Regions from separate parts of the Pan troglodytes genome. Here region 1 is linked to region 2. Evidence: chromatin contacts called from public Hi-C data. All regions are on one chromosome and are shown on one strand. The core of a region is the stretch at or near the end of the contact, and the rest is flanking DNA. Distances in the headings are between cores, read along the strand shown. Region 1 holds the start of DLX3 (distal-less homeobox 3). Region 2 holds the start of SLC35B1 (solute carrier family 35 member B1).

Evidence for each region. Hi-C and Micro-C count contacts between places; a contact is called where the count stands out from the background.
Region 1: a contact with region 2 is called in a Hi-C map of induced pluripotent stem cells, with 2.8 times the contacts expected there. The contact joins the promoter of DLX3 here to the promoter of SLC35B1 in region 2. A contact is called at or near these places in 3 of 7 Hi-C or Micro-C datasets (induced pluripotent stem cells and stem cell-derived neural progenitor cells), 1 of 1 datasets of contacts at active chromatin or transcription factors (stem cell-derived excitatory neurons) and 1 of 1 other capture datasets (stem cell-derived neural stem cells).

What each region holds. Positions count from the first base shown.
Region 1 is chr19:63,130,774-63,135,026 of NHGRI_mPanTro3-v2.0_pri, reverse strand. DLX3 (distal-less homeobox 3) reads left to right here and starts at 2,316. Exons shown (of 3, transcript XM_511871.5): 1 at 2,316-2,866; 2 at 3,950-4,140. The coding sequence starts at 2,542.
Region 2 is chr19:62,843,503-62,847,857 of NHGRI_mPanTro3-v2.0_pri, reverse strand. SLC35B1 (solute carrier family 35 member B1) reads left to right here and starts at 1,778. Exons shown (of 9, transcript XM_001156965.7): 1 at 1,778-2,157; 2 at 2,819-2,922; 3 at 3,557-3,687; 4 at 4,001-4,031. The coding sequence starts at 1,943.

The DNA.
Region 1 (4,253 bases), core at 1,067-3,566, 290 kb before region 2:
CTCATTCTCTTTACTCAGGAGCCAAGGCTTGGGGTAGGAGTGAGGAAAGAAGAGTGAGGCTTCTGTGAGGGCCTGGGGAGGGAGGGAGGTAGACTCCCAGCTCTGAGTCGCCTGCCACTTCTTGATCTCGGTTGATGAATGAATGAATGGATGAACCCCTGAGAAGGGCTCGCCCCACGCTGTCTGTTCTCTGAGGCAGCTGCAGTTAGCGAAAACAGAGGGCACAGTCTGCGGGGCGGGGCGGGGCAGGGGGAGCTCCAAAGCAGGCCCTGAACGCCTCCCCCGCTCCCATCCTGGGAGGGAGCCGGCCCGCCCAGTGCCCTTCCTGCCCCCAACGCCGCAGGCTCTCTTGGCGCCCTCTTGGCAGCAGAACAGAGGGCACCCGGAGCGGGTGGCAACTCGCCCCGCCACGGGCTCGGAGCGGCGGGCGCTGGGCGCTGGGGGGACGCGGAGATAGACAGACAGATAGCGCTCCCCTCGCCCGCCCCCGCCCCCGCCCCCACCTTTCCCACGCGGCGGCCTCCGGGAGTGGCCCAGACCAAGCGGGCACTCACCCCTGCCCCTCGGTCCGCGGACCGTGCCCTCTGTTTCTGCCAACTGCAGCTCTCAAAGCCCTTTGGACTGCCGGAAGCCTGCTCCGCGAGTCTGACTTTGGAAAGGGGCATACAGCCCCCTGTACACTGCTCTGCCAGGCAGGGTCTTCGGAGGAAACCCCTCCCCGGGGCTTGGCCGGGCGCCGGGCTCGGGGAGCTGCAGAGCTCGAAGGAACCACGAGGTGGCGCGCTAGCACTGCGTTCGCCCAGCGAGGCAGGGCGAGTGGACGTGGGGTCGACGGAGCGAGCCGGGCAGGCTGGGAACTGAGATTTGGATTCTCTACCCCAGAGAAAGGCGAAGGGCAAAATGGGGTGTGGGAGGCAGGGATGAGCTAGACGTTGGGAACAGCTAGCATGACCTAGGGGGCCCAGCTTGGTGGGCTAGACAGGACTAAAAGCTGGGGGTCCCCACAGAGGGGAGCCATTCTTCAGGGCTTTTCTGGTGCAGGAGGAATTCAGTGGAGCAGTACAGCTCCCAGCTACTGGAGATGAGGAAGGTACTAAGAGGTCTAGACACATCTGCCTACAACCACATATTCACACGCGGATGGCCCTCCACTCACGCTGCCTGCACCCCACCCCCGACACACTCCTGCATGCATGTACCTCTGTGGATACTGTGGAACACATGAAATCCTCACATCACACACCCCAAATACACTCGTCCCATGCACCCAATCCCCAAAAGTGTCCCAATTCCCCAGTGCTGTCCCATGATACACAAAATCTGCCCTCAGACTTACTGAAGCACACAGTCACAGAGCCAGCCTGTGTCCACCCAACCTCGTGGGGACCCCAGGTCCCTTGCTACCTTCAGCAAGACTGGACCATCTGTGAAACTGCACACACATAGCTTTGGAGATAGTTCTGGTATCACCGGACAGGCTGTACATCCCCAACAACCTCTAAATCCACACAGGCCTGCTTCCCCTTCTCCAATGGGATCCTCCTAGTGCTAAATTATGTCTTTCATAGGCTCAAGACATTCTTGCCCGGTGGGCACCTTCCTAAATAAAAAGAAAATTTTTTAAATTACGTTTTTGTAATTATGTAATACAAGGATATAATAGCAATGACTGCATTGCTATTAAGATAATATATTAATATCATATATTCAAACATTCTCTTTCACCTAAAAGGTGTTTTCCTTTTCTTCTGATTTTAAGAGAAACCATTTTCAGGGGCTGTGAGTCCTCACCACTTTGGGTACATTTGTGTGCCTGTCATTTGCACAGTGCGTGCACACGTGTGCACACACACACAACCATACCCCACCTTAGACCATCTCTTTCCACAAACACACAATGGGCAAACTCCCCTCCTTGCCCACCTCACCTAAGCCCATCTCTCATCCCCCAGCCAGAGAAACAGACTGACAGATCCTGGGGGCTCCACAGAGCAACCCTTCCCCTCCACCTCCACGCCCCTCCTTCAGAGAACTTATCTGGGCTGGAGCTACAAGAGTAGCGAGGGTGTGTGTGTGTGTGTGTGTGTGTGTGTGTGTGTGTGTGTTTTGAGTAACAACAAAGACTGGGGGAAAAAGAATTGAGAGGAGGGAGGAGAGAAGGAAAAGGGAGAGAGAGAGAGAGAGGAGAGCATAGGAGCGAGAGAGCAAAAGCGTGTTTTGCCTGGAAGGCAAGACTTGCAGCCAATCAGCGCGTAGGAGCCTCCCTCGGCGACTCCACTATTGAGTCTATAACCGGCTGGCCGGGCGGAGCTGGCAGCATTTGATTGTGGCTTGGGACGCGAGGAGAGGCGCGCAGCGACCGCCTGACGGCAGGCAATGGTGTAAGCGCCTCTCGGCCTCCCCCTCCCCCCAGACGCGGCCGGGTCCTCCCCTCGCCTTCTGGACACACACCCCTGCCTCGTCTCTTCCGCCTCTCTTGCACTCCGGTCCGTTCCTGTCCTCTGCGGAGGCCAGCCCTGGGGAGGTGCAGCGCCCGCCAGGATGAGTGGCTCCTTCGATCGCAAGCTCAGCAGCATCCTCACCGACATCTCCAGCTCCCTTAGCTGCCATGCGGGCTCCAAGGACTCGCCTACCCTGCCCGAGTCTTCTGTCACTGACCTGGGCTACTACAGCGCTCCCCAGCACGATTACTACTCGGGCCAGCCCTATGGCCAGACGGTGAACCCCTACACCTACCACCACCAATTCAATCTCAATGGGCTTGCAGGCACGGGCGCTTACTCGCCCAAGTCGGAATATACCTACGGAGCCTCCTACCGGCAATACGGGGCGTATCGGGAGCAGCCGCTGCCAGCCCAGGACCCAGGTGAGGGCCACGGGGTCGCGAGGACAGTGGGAGACACTGGAAGGTTCCCGAGGGAGGAAAAGGCATGGACTGGAAGCCAAAATCTAGGGAAACTTCTAAGAAAAGTACTGTCTGGAGTTAGAGAAGTTGGCCTAGATGACCCTCAGAGGGACCAGGCGACCTTCCAGCCCCGGGTGTGCAAGCATTTGGGGCGCGATGTGCGCAGTGCGCCGCGGTCCCGGATGAGGATCGGGGTGAGCTGAGAGAGGAAGGGGAAGGCTGTGGGTTGTCAGGAAACCTCCGAATCGAGGTGATTTCGTGGGCATTTCAGCAGGCGATCCTCGATCAAGTCGCAGAGGGCTTGGGGGTAGGCGGCAGGGGCTGGAAACTCTAGGGGCCCTCCTTTGCATAAGGGATGGGGAGACTAGGAGTCGTGAGGGGGCAATGAGAAGGACCCACGGAAGTTGCGGGAAAGCTGAGGGAAGCAGCCACCGAGAGGCAGAGAAGCTGAAAAAGGGAAAAGTGAAGGCAGCAAGAGGGAAGTATGGAAAGACAGTGAGAGAAAGGGCAGAAGAAACAAGAAAGGAAGGAGAGAAGGAAGGGGGGAAGAAGGGGGACAGGGAAAGAAAGAAAGTCTGCACTATCCTTGCAACTTTTCTGAAAATCTAAAGAGATTCTAAAATGAAACTTTTTTAAAGGGCGGGGGGCGGACGGGAAGGAGCGAGAGAAACAACCGACGGCGAGATGGGACTGGGAAGGGGGCGGCTAGCAGCCGGGCGGCGAGGAGCCCCGAGGCTGGGAGGCGAGCCGGGAAGGCGTCGTGAGCGAAGCCGAGGCGGTCCTGGCGCAGGCGGCGGCTGGCGCCGGGGACAGTGCTGCGGCGGCCGGGCGCGGAGCTGGGAGCGCCGCGTTGTGGGCCGCGGCCAGTTCTGGCTCTGGGGCCGCGGCTCCCCCCTGGGCCGCGGGCAGCGGAGCGCGCGGCCGGGAATCCCGCGGCGAGTCGGTGGGCGGAAGCGAGGGGCGTCCGGCGGGGCCCTGGAGGGTCGCAGGAGTCGCAGGCCGAGGCTGAACCGCCCCCTCTTCCGCCCGGTGCGTTCCCCGCAGTGTCGGTGAAGGAGGAGCCGGAAGCAGAGGTGCGCATGGTGAATGGGAAGCCCAAGAAGGTCCGAAAGCCGCGTACGATCTACTCCAGCTACCAGCTGGCCGCCCTGCAGCGCCGCTTCCAGAAGGCCCAGTACCTGGCGCTGCCCGAGCGCGCCGAGCTGGCCGCGCAGCTGGGCCTCACGCAGACACAGGTTGGTGTTTGGCTGTCCAGGGCCGCGGGGGCGCGCGGGACCCCGTAGTTCCCCGGGCGCTGCCGAGCCTGGCTGGCCACTGAAGGGCCCTGCGGGCTCCTGGAACTCTTGCC
Region 2 (4,355 bases), core at 529-3,028:
TTGAAGGGAACAAAGAAACTATACAAAGACACTACTCTTATCCTTTCGCAGCCTTTATAATGCTGCACCTGTAAGAGCTCTTAGGCTTTTGGGGAAAATGGGAATAACCATCTCAATATTTCAATGATGCTTTGGAATTTCCGAAGCATTTTCACAAAAGACACATCCCCATTGTATGGGTGAACAGTTGACTACCCCAAGGGCAGTCATAATAAGTACAATTGTATCTGCCTCATAAGACCTGACAACAAACTCCTAAACCAGGCTATCCCAACCACCATTCATTGGGCTGGTAAGAACCAGCTACCATGTTAAGTGCTTTACATAAAGTGTTATTGAAATATGACAACCACCCAGTAAGAGAAATATGGTAAGTCCCACTGTATAATCAGGGAAGGACAAATAGATTGAATAACTTTCCCCAAAAGACACAGATATGAAGTGGGAGAGCTAGGATTGGAAACCTGATCATTTGAATCCAGTGCCCATGTTTCTAACCACAGCGCTCTCCTGCTTGTTATTATATTCCCATTAATTTCACGTGAGGAAACTCGACTCAGGACAAGCGAATTGTTTGAGGTCCCAGCTGGTAAAGAAGTAGAGCTGGCAGGTCTCTCTTCCCAGCTATTTGGTGCCCTGGCATCGCGGGCTGAGCCAGTAGAGTAAGCTACTGAGCAACAGAGCAAATGTATGGGGCTTTCCCATGCCACTAATATCGAGGAGACAGTGGGCTGGGGACACCCTATCTTCTATCCCTTACCCCTCCCTCTAAAAGACTTCTGGCTCCCCCGCAAAGCCTTAGTGAGTCAGGCCCGGAGCGATGGGTGTGGTGCTGCCCAGTATTTCCTTCCTTTGCCTGAGGCTGTGCCAAAAGAGCAGGCTGCTAGAAGAGAAGGAGCCTCGACCTAGAGAGCAGCCCAGAGTCCACCAGGTGGCCGGAGATTTGGGCCAATTAAGTAGGGGGTTGGAGGTAGTAGTAGGAAGACCTGAGGTCAGTCTTGCCCTGGCAATTCGTGCCAGCAAGTGAAGACCCAACACTTGCATGAGGAAGGGATCCAACGAGGAGCTCATTAATGGGAAATATTCAGGAGCGCGGCCGAAGGGTTTGCGCCATTGTTGGTGAGTTGTTAGGACTTGGAAGAAAACTGACTTCAGTAAGCCTCCATTTCCACCCCTCGATGTGAGGAAATAAGATCAGGGCTGAGAAACAGTGATGACTAATAATACCTTAAGCTTGCACAGCATACTTTACAGTTTACAAAACACTCTTATTTGATCCTCACAACAGCCAAGAGGCGACAAGGTGGCTATTACTAATTATCCCTAGTTTCCAGACCTGGAAAACTCCGGCTCAGAACTTGGGTGACACGGGTAGGTTACCCCGCCTTTAAGTGACCAAGCCGAGACTTACTGTGCCGCTCTCCCCCTTGGAAGCCTAGTGATGTGCCTAGGTAATGAGCAGGTAAAGTCGCTGACGCTGGGCAGCAGCTAGACGGCGCTGAGGCTCCAGTAAGGGATTTGGCATTAGGACCCAGCAGAAGCCTGGCCGCCCGCCGCGGAAAAGACTATTGGATTTGCTCTGCCGGCCACACCTCCTCCTGCCCCGCCTACCTGTCCGTCTTCGCACAGCGCAGCCAATTGGTGGCCTCCACATCCTTATACGTCATTATTCTACGCCCAGGTGGCTCTAGGACACCCTGTGGTGCTCTGGGTCGCAGTTGTCCTCAGAGTTGCCTGATTGGAAAAATCTCCAGGGCGAGGGATCAGTCTCGAGGCTGCCGGTTCCCCTGGCCCTCAGGGATGGAGCCAAGGTCCCAGGGCGGGTTTTCTTTCCTAGGAAGTGGTTGCTGGGTTCTGAGGAGTTTCCCCCTTGGCAGCCCTGAGCCGGCAGTTCTGGTAGTGACTGCTGGGCCCTGCTGGACAGCGGTCGCATGCAGCTCCTATGAGGCCCCTGCCGCCGGTCGGCGATGTCCGGCTGGAGCTGTCGCCTCCGCCGCCGCTGCTGCCGGTGCCGGTTGTGAGCGGGTCTCCAGTCGGCTCCTCTGGGCGTCTCATGGCCTCTAGCAGCTCCCTGGTGCCCGACCGGCTGCGCCTGCCGCTCTGCTTCCTGGGTGTCTTTGTCTGCTATTTTTACTATGGGATCCTGCAGGAAAAGATGTGAGCGACCCCGGGGGCGGGCCGACATTCTCTCCCCAGCCTGTGACAGGGATCCCGGGCCTTCTGCCTCTGGACCCGGGCTTTCCTCTTGTCCTCCTGCCCGGCTGTCGCCCTCTTAGCACCCCACTACTTTTGCAGCTATGGCTGAGCCAACCCAGAATTCCAGAACTCCAGGATTATTTTCTGGATTCTTCGGACTTGGTTATTTTCTTTTCTTAGCTGTTTTTCCCCGCTTGGTTCTAAGGGCCTGCGTTTTACAGGCTGAGACTTCTATCCCTCAAACAGGACCCGAGTCGGCCCCCTTTTGGTACTCCCAGATGCTTGCAAACAACCTATTCGTCCTCGGCCTTGGTGCCATAGCCGAAATACCGTCTCCTCCTGCCTGGGGTACCTGATTTCACTATCTCGTTCTGCATGTTTCCTCTCCGTCTTTTTCGGGTATTCTTTTCTTAGGCTTTGGAATCAGTAGGCTGGGATGTCTAGTTTCTAGATCCAGTAAAATCAGCCCCTTTTGCAAATGAGCCTAGTGGTCCTTAACAAACTCTGCCTACATCCAGAGAGGCAAGATAATTTTAAAGTTTTCAGTGGCTCGGGATATATTAGATGACAGTGAGTGAAATACACTAATTTCTCCCTCTTTTCTCATGCATTTCATTTCTAGAACAAGAGGAAAGTATGGGGAAGGAGCCAAGCAGGAGACGTTCACCTTTGCCTTAACTTTGGTCTTCATTCAATGTGTGATTAATGCTGTGTTTGCCAAGATCTGTGAGTACCTAGATAGTAATTTGTTGGGTACCCCACCACCCCAAGTTCCCTCAGTATGCTGGGCATTAAGCATTGATTCAACCTTAAAGGCTAACTCATGATCTCCACCCCATTTTGTACTTACACAGCCTCTCTGTGAAGTCTGTAAAACTAATGACTTTGAAGTGGAGTAAAATATTATTTCCCCAATTTTTATCAGCTTCTGAGTTAGAAATGTTCAGAGAATGGGTCTTCTATATTCCAAATCCCCATTGAAAATACTTAAAACATTTTTTTCTTTCCCTTTGAGTTTCTTTTGTGTGTCAGCTTCAAGCATGCTTTGAGCATTCTCTCTTTGTTCCCTAGGGACTAGCAGCAGGGCTGACTGGTCCCTTGAACTGAATGAGGCCCCCACCTCCACCCTGCATGTGGTCTTTTGTTGGGCTTAGGTAGAATTGGAAAGATGAATAATTTTCAGAGATTTCCCAGTGTAACAGGACAGAAATAGCTTGTGTCTTATTTGACAGACAAGTTCCTTTCATGTGGCTTCAGCTTTGCTTAGTGGTCCATCCTAGCCCCACCAGGTTTCTCTTGTTTTTTTTTTTTTTCTTTTCTTTTCTTTTCTTTTTTTTTTTTTTTTTTTGTCTTCTCCCAGTGATCCAGTTTTTTGACACTGCCAGGGTGGATCGTACCCGGAGCTGGCTCTATGCTGCCTGTTCTATCTCCTATCTGGGTGCCATGGTCTCCAGCAATTCAGCACTACAGTTTGTCAACTACCCAACTCAGGTGAAACCTCAGGGTGGGATGACGGTTGGCTCAGATATCATTTGAAAAGGACTAAGAGTTCTTCCCTCAGGTCTGTGAGTTAAAAAAAAAAAAAAAAAAAAAAAAAAGATAACGGTCCTGTAAGACATTAGGAGTGTATAGAACCATAGAACTTAGGTTTAGTGGTGGTGGGTTGGGCCATGATAGGGCTGCTTTCTGAGGCTGAGGTCTCTGGTGCAGGCCCTGTGCTTACTCATCTTAATCAGTGCGGTACCTAGCATAGTACCTGACACATCACAGATGCTCAGAAATTATTTGCTGGATTTAATTTCAGGTCCTTGGTAAATCCTGCAAGCCAATCCCAGGTAAGCAAAGAAGATGGTCTTCCTCTTCTGTCGTCACTCTTCTATAGTAAGCTCTCTCTCTGCTACAACTGTGTCCCTCTCGGCTTCATCATCCCATCATGGCTGTCTCCAGGGAGTTTCCCCCAGCTCTCCCTGCTGCCCATCCTGTCATCTGTGTCACTTCTTGTGATGTTCATAGGCTGGTAATCCTTAATAGGAGCTAAAGGCTGACCTAGCCTGCTTCACTTGGTCAGCCATTTCTGTGTTGCATGTGTTTATATTGTCATTAGACAACTTAATTCCCATTTTGATCATCAGTTTCTTTATCTCAACTTCTTTTCCTTC